2 separate regions of the Mus musculus genome follow, and region 2 is linked to region 1. A link is a contact called in public promoter capture Hi-C data. All regions are on one chromosome and are shown on one strand. The core of a region is the stretch at or near the end of the contact, and the rest is flanking DNA. Distances in the headings are between cores, read along the strand shown. Region 1 holds the start of Spin1 (spindlin 1). Region 2 has its middle 23 kb from the start of Gm52049.

Region 1 (3,586 bases), core at 298-2,797:
AGATTCCAGCGTATGCTGAAGACCAGATGAGACATTCAGCTTTCAGTACTGAACAACTACTGAATTCCTGGACCTTCTGTGGGTAGACAGCCATTGCTGGACTAACTTGATCAAAGCCTGTGAGGTATTCTAATACATACTCTTTCCATATGTATATATTCATTTTGTAAGTTCTGTTCCTCTAGAGAACAGAAAAAAAAAAACAAACCAAAAAAAACCAGGCGTGTCACCAAGGAAACGGAAGTGTTCCATACTGTCACTCCAGCCTCCTTCCCTATCACACCCTTCCTTGTTCCTGTCAGCCTCCACGATCAAACATTAAACACAACAAAAGCTAATCTTCTCTCAGTGATCTCCAGGCTGGCTGCATCTCTACTGAAATTAGCCCTCTCTTCGGTCTGTGACTACGTTGCTCCTGCCAAGAATGTCATCTGAGACAAGCATTTTAATTTGAGCAGGCACATATCAATCTTATTTTGAAAAAAAAAAAAAAAGTGCCAATGGAATCCCAAAGAGCACAGCGAACTAAGAGCCGTGCTGCAGGTTTGGAGTGCGCAAAGGGCTTTCCAATAACGTCTTGTAATTCGACCTGGCAACACTCTGGCAGGAGGCTTATTACAATGCGGCAGTGCTACAGCACTCGAGGAACCAGGTCGGTGACCGCCTGGATCCAGACACTGGGTTAAAGGAGGGAAGGAGACCCAGACGAAGCTTCAGGTCCCGTATTTCACTTCCCCTCAAACCAAACCATCCCGGACGTTTTCTTTTTCTCTCTTTCCTTGCCCACAGCCAAACAGATCCTCAATAGGCGATCTTAACTGGAACCAGAGTCGCACGGATTCTCGTGCGATCGTGGGAAGTCTTGGCTTGCAGCCTCGCGAGGAGCCCGGGGTGACTTCTAGAGCAGCGGCTGCAGCTAGGCCAAGGCTAGGTGTTTGCAGCAGCCACCCTCAGCAGGTGTTCGCAGGAGGCCCTGAGCTTTGCAAGCTGAGCCTAGTTCCTCAGCCACTGCGCAGTGCGGCGTACAGCAAGGCGGTGTGTCTTCAAGGGAGCATGGGGGAGCCTATCCATATTTTTAAAGGGCTCGCGTCCTGCAGTCCAAAGCTGCTGCTCCGCAGGAAAGTGCACCTGCGCGGCGCACGGTCATGTGACCTAGCCTCCTGCATCTCCGCAGCTAGCCAGGCAGCTACCCGAGACAGCAGACGTAAGGTCCCAGGACAAAGAGTCAGGATAGCTCCTGGAAGCCGTCCTCCCGTGCAAGAGTAAATACCAACGCCCGCTACTCTCCGTTCGTCTTCCCGACCCTGCTCCGCTTGTAAGAGAGGCCGGCTCTACGCCAGGCCCGCGGCTCCCCAGCGTGTACCTCGCCGCTCCGGGTGCGCGCCCCACCCTCCAGGTGAGCAGCGCCAGGCCCCGCCCCCGCCGCCAGGGCCCGCCTCCCACCCGCGCCTGCGCAGTGCGTCCGGCGGCGCCGGGCGCCGGGGCGGCGCGGCCGTCGCAGTTCGGCGGGCGCAGTGCGCGTGCGCCGTGGCGGCCGGGGGGCGGGCGGCGGCCGCGGCGAGGAGCGGGGGTGGGGAGGCGCCGTCTGGCTCGGGCTGGGCCGGCGGGGAGCACGAGCGAACCACGGCGGCCCCGTGGGCAGCCTCGGTGGCCGACAGGTGAGACGCGCGTGGGGCTGGCTGCAGGGCCGTGAGGGGGGAAGCGAGTGGGCCTCTCACGGCGCGCGGACCCAGGTGAGCATAGCCCGCGGGGCCCCGGGCGCATTGTCCGCGGGCGGCGCCCCTCAGCGCCCCCTGCCGGCCGGGCTCGGTGGGGCCGGGGCGCGGCGGGCTGGGGCCGGGGCGTGCGCGAGTTCCTTTGTTCGTCGCCCCCGCCCGGTCCCCGCCGCCCCCGCCAACATGGCGCTCGCGGGGTCCCTGCCCCAGCCCCGCGGCCGCTTCCCGCGCGCTTTGTTCCGTGCCGGGCGGGGGGCGGGGGCGGGGGCATTGCGTAACCGGGCGGGGGAGGGGCGTGGCGGGACCCCCGCGACGGGTCATCCCGGTGACGCCCTGCCTGGGGGGCTCGGGGCGCGGGCCTGCGTGACCTTGGGTTTGCCTCCCCGAATGCGCCCGATAGATGTGCGGTGCGGATACTGCGCAGCGCCGGGGGTCGCGGTCCCTGGCGGCTTCCTGCACGGATGGTGCGTTCTGGGCCTTTCCGGGAGGCGGGGGGTGTCGGGTTGAGAAATGGCTTCAGTCATCCACGACGTTGCCTGCGCATCTCAAAGTTTGTTTACGCAATTGTTTTTATATTGATTTGGTTTCGATGGTCTATGAATTGGGTTTCGGGTTTTGTAAGGATTTTTCTCTCTGTGTGTGTGTGTGTGTGTGCGCGCGCGCGTGCAGTCTTACTTCTGGTTTAAAGGCTTGTTTATTTATCGTGTACATCCAAAAGCAATACAAGATTCGTTCAAGTGTTGTAAAGGATTTTAGTGTGACTAGCGAGAAAGATGGTATCCGTATCGAAATGCGAATGCCTCACTAACTTTCCTTGGAATTTTCTGGAAGAAGCTGCAGCCTGAAAGGATTGATGGAGAGTAATTGCCTTCTGCATAGCTTTTGTTAGAGAGTGAAAATGAAACCGGATCTTAGACGTTTTTTTACCTATACATCCTGAGCGCACTTCTGAGGTGGTGAAATTTTGGAAAGATAGAAGAGGCACATCTTTAGCCTTTTTAACCCCTTCAGTATTAGTTAATGGGTGAACACGATTTACAGGATGTCCGTTATCAGATTTGGTAATTGTGTATTAACGTAGCCTGCTATGTTTATAAAAACGTGTAGTGTTTCTCTCAATAAGTAAAACGAAATTAGCTTTAAAATCCTACTTTGACATGCCTAAGAAATGGATCAAGCAAAAGGCTTTCAGTCTAAGTGAATTTGTATGAGGTCTCCTGTACTCTAGACTGGCCTTGCGCCACTCTCCTTTTTCCGCCTGGAGTACAATCGAGTGAGGGGCTGTCTTTTTATACTTAGGATTTTTGAAATATATGTGTGTGGATGTTTTGTCTGCATATTTGTCTGTGTACCACATGTGTGTCTGGTGCTCAAGGAGTCCAGAAGAGGGCTCTGAACTCCCGGGACTGGAGTTAGACAATGGGAGTGCTGGGAATCAAACACGGGTCCTTTGGAAGAACAGCCAGTGAGTGCTCTTAACCGCTGAGCCATGCTTAAGGTTTTTTAAAAATAGATTTTCACTATGGAATTTCTCTAGTCAAGCCCACTTTAGTGTTCAAAGGAGGTGCTTTAAGCCTTTCTGGGATAGCTAAGCTCTGATGCTGCCCATCTCTTACATAGGATAGGGTGGTCACCCTTCACCAGGCCTAGTAACAGGATTGTAACCCTAGTTGTTGAGGAGGGTTGGAAGTTTAAGGACAGCTTGTATAATTTAAGGTCCTGTTTCAAAAAGTCAGAAGTCTGTGGTAGAGCAGTTGTCCTGCACATACATGTTGGACTCCAGGTTTTGCCTCCTAGTACAACAAACTACCTACCATGTAAACGTTCCTTAAATAGAATAGGTTGTTTTAGGGAATGAAGGCATTTCTTTC
Region 2 (3,586 bases), core at 688-3,187, 520 kb after region 1:
GGTGATCTCGTTTCTATTTTGACCAGAAAAGATATATGATAAGTACTCAAGCTTCTCTTCTGTTCTTATTTTTGTTGAAACAGTGTCTCACTCTGTAGCCCAGGATGACCTAGAATGCACCGTGTAGCCCAGGCTGACCTTAAACTTCTAGCAACCCTCCTGCATCACCCTCCCATGTGTTGGGACTACGGGTTACCAGCATTCAATCTTCTTAAACTTGCTACCAAAATCAATTTTTTGGCGTATGATCTGTCCTATGGTTTGCATCTGAGAAGCATACACATCCTGCTGCTGTTGGGCGAAATCTCTGTGTGTCAGGTCTGTGGGTCTGAGTGTTACAGTGTTATTCAAGTTCTTGTTGAGTTTTGTTTTGTTTTGTTTTGTTTTGTTTTGTTTTGTTTTGTTTTTCGAGACAGGGTTTCTCTGTGTAGCCCTGGCTGTCCTGGAACTCACTCTGTAGACCAGGCTGGCCTCGAACTCAGAAATCCGCCTGCCTCTGCCTCCCAAGTGCTGGGATTAAAGGTGTGCGCCACCACGCCCGGCTTTTTTTTTTTTTTTTTTTTTCCTCAATGATGTATCTATTTTGAAAGTGAGATGTTAAAGACTACTACTGTGAGCCATTGCTGTCTGTACGCTCCTTCAATTCTGCTGATATACTTGCTTTATACACTTCTGTACTGTTACGGTGAGTGCATCTGCCTGTATTCTTGTTTGCTCCACACATTGGCCATGGTCAAATGACCACTGTGCCTTATGGCAGATTTTTACTTAAAGCCTACTTTGCATAAGTATAGCCATTCCTGCTTCTGCTTGCAGGAAAGTCTTCCCCATCCAGCTTCTATGTCCTCAGAGCTGATGTGTGTGTGTGTGTGTGTGTGTGTGTGTGTGTATGTGTGTGTCATTGATTTCACAGTATTCCACTCTTCCCCTTATAGGACTTCTGCAGAGAAATCTGCTGATAGCCTTGTGAGGGTCCTGATGCAGGTGGCAGGAATCTTTTCTCTTGGTAATTTCTAAATTCTGTCTGACTTTTAATAAATTGACCACTATATATCTTAGTGTAATCTTATTTTAAAAGCTTTGAATTCACGAGCTTTGGTGTCCACATCTTTCTCAATAGTTGGGGATTTATCATTTGGAAGCTATTATTTCTTCAAGCAAGTTTTCTTCTGATCGATCTTTCTCTTTTCCTTGTGGAACTCCCAGAATGTCCATGCCGGCCCACACTGGGAAGTCTCAGAAATCTATAAGCTCCCTTCACTTGTTTTTATTCTGAATTTTCTTTTCTCTGACTAAAGGGAAAACTTCAAGTGGCCCTTTTCAAGATTACAGAATCGTTTTCCTGCTTAGTCAAGCCTGCTGTTGTACCTCTATCATGCTTCTAAGCTTACTCCATGCATTCCTCAGTTCCAAAACTTCTAGGATTTTTGGTTTTCTTTTTTGTTTTTAGGTTTCCACCTCTGCAGAACTTCTCATTCCATCCATGGAGAGTGGTCTCACAATGACCTCTGTGTGTTCCCTTACAGCTCACTGACATTTCTGATTTTCCGTGTTCTTGAAGCCTTGTGTTGCTACCGACACATCTGGAAAAGCAGGCGTGTCCAGTCATTACTGAATGGCTTTGAAAGAGACAGGCATCCACTACTCACCCGAGCTAGGGATTCTGGGAGTCCCTCTGGTCTTTTCTGTGACTTTATCCCTTTGGCTCACAGTTGGGAAATGCCTTGGAAATATAAACCTCATCTGAATCTCGTAAAGCTAAGCCAAGCTCTGAGTTGTTCCCTTTCCCTGGGACGGTGCCCTGAGTGTTCAAGGTTAGTAGCCTGCTCCCAGCTCGGCAAAGTCCAGCTGGTCGCCTGCATGTGCTTGGGGCAACAAACAAAGGCTTATGCACACTGTGTTGGACAACTCTTCGCTCACTTCCGTGATGCAATGACTAACAAAAGCAATGGAAGGAGGAGTTTATTCTGCTCACCGGCTGGTCCATCATACTGTGGAGATCCTAGAGGGGGTGCAAGACAGCTGGTCGCAGGGCAGCCACAGTCAGGAAACAGATGAACGCCAGTGCCCTCCTCACTCTCTCTTTTTTAAGTCTAGAATCCTAGCCCACGAGATGATGTCACACTCACTTGGGGTGGGTCTTCTTACCTCAACTAGCCCAATCTAGATAAGACACACCCAGAGGCTAACTTAACAAAGTCCCTCATAAGCACGCCCAGGAGGTAATCTATGTGACCCTATATGCCACCAAGTTGACTATCAGCGTTAGTTTATGGGAGACCACTAGCTATTGGGATGTATACAGAATTCCCCGAGACCCATCTAGACTTCTAGCAGGAGCAACTGCAGTGGTGGAGGGATGTGACTGACCTCTCAGAGCTTCCAAGGTATCTGGATGACCAATCATTCTTTGTTGGATTCGAGACCCTGTCATTATGAACCCCGCCCCTTCTCCCCCACCCCACCCCCTTTCCTGCCTAGCCCCAGGCTATTTACTCAGGAAGAGGCAAAGGGTTTGAGTAGACCAAAACAGAACCACGCCTGTTGGGCTCCCACGTGACCAGGAAACCAGGCATTCGTTGTGTTCTTGTTTTCCCTCCTTAGAGAAGTCACCGCAGGAGGATGCTCTTGTCACTGAGTTCTGCAGATGGGGACCGGCCTATGAGACAGTGAACCTGCCTCATCTACTCTCCTTGACAGGCTTGTTCCTCCCAACCCTCACCCCCTTCCTCTAATGAGGTATTGAAGCCTCTCTGCTGAGCTCCCCGGGCCTCCCACAAAGGCATCCGTATGCATGGGCGGTTGCCAAACTCAGTGTGCCTGTGGGATGCTGAGGGCTGCAGTCTCCTGCTGTGCCTATGTTGGCAGTGTCTCTCCGTGTGTTGGTTTGTGAGTCACGAGATGAATGGCTACTTTTTATTGGTGTCTTAATATTCTTCTTTGGTTCTTATTGCTTTAAGAACATAATGCATACACACATGCATAATTTACAGGATCCAGTTGTTAAGACATCAGACAGGTAGATTTTTCTTAGTGGGGAGTGGAGGTCAGTGCCTGCAAGCCCAGCACTTTGGCCACTAAGGCAGGAGGATCATGAGTTCAAGACCAACCTGGGCCACACTAACAGTTACGAGCTAGGTTGGGTTAGAATGAGACTGCATCTCAAACACAATAAAGCAAAAACACCCACAAAAAAAAAAAAAAACAAAAACAAAAAAACAAAAAAAAAAACCAAAACAAAAAAACAATTCCCTTTCTGTTTACCCAGGAAACTAAAGACTTTATACTTATCCTAAAATAACACACACACACCACACCACACCACACACACACACACACACACACACACACACACACACACACACATCTAAGTGAACAGACATTCTGTTAGCTGAAGCTCTATGGATTACAGTCTTACTGAGCCACTGAAATTCTGGAACACATCCAATTATAATGTGCCAACAAGCCAAAACTATTGTAAACTTTGTTAGATATTGATATTAAATGTGCATAATTCAGTGTTTGAAGAGCCCTTTTTCCTAGGAAGAACACACAATTTCCTGGTATCTTAAATACATAGTATTGT

What was found. Promoter capture Hi-C pulls out the DNA fragments that hold promoters and counts their contacts.
Region 2: a promoter capture Hi-C map of embryonic stem cells shows a contact between it and region 1, with 3 times the contacts expected there. The contact joins the enhancer-like site here to the promoter of Spin1 in region 1. A contact is called at or near these places in 17 of 39 promoter capture datasets (the 3T3-L1 cell line, 3T3-L1-derived adipocytes, the C10 cell line and 10 more), 1 of 15 datasets of contacts at CTCF or cohesin (the G1E-ER4 cell line), 14 of 484 Hi-C or Micro-C datasets (adipose-derived mesenchymal stem cells, cerebral cortex, cortical neurons and 5 more), 10 of 115 datasets of contacts at active chromatin or transcription factors (acute myeloid leukemia, astrocytes, cardiomyocytes and 4 more) and 2 of 9 other capture datasets (embryonic stem cells and macrophages).

What each region holds. Positions count from the first base shown.
Region 1 is chr13:51,099,333-51,102,918 of GRCm38.p6, forward strand. Spin1 (spindlin 1) reads left to right here and starts at 1,548. Exons shown (of 6, transcript NM_146043.4): 1 at 1,548-1,658. It overlaps 9430083A17Rik (RIKEN cDNA 9430083A17 gene), which reads right to left and starts at 1,395. Exons shown (of 1, transcript NR_029463.1): 1 at 1-1,395.
Region 2 is chr13:51,614,069-51,617,654 of GRCm38.p6, forward strand. No RefSeq gene overlaps it. Among named protein-coding and RNA genes, the nearest start is that of Gm52049, 23 kb to the right of the region's middle. Within about 2 kb of position 1,938, at least 60 of the 459 cell types and tissues checked have an H3K27ac peak or open chromatin away from gene starts, as enhancers often do. A contact at or near this core is called in astrocytes, cerebral cortex, cortical neurons and 4 more, where this site is marked.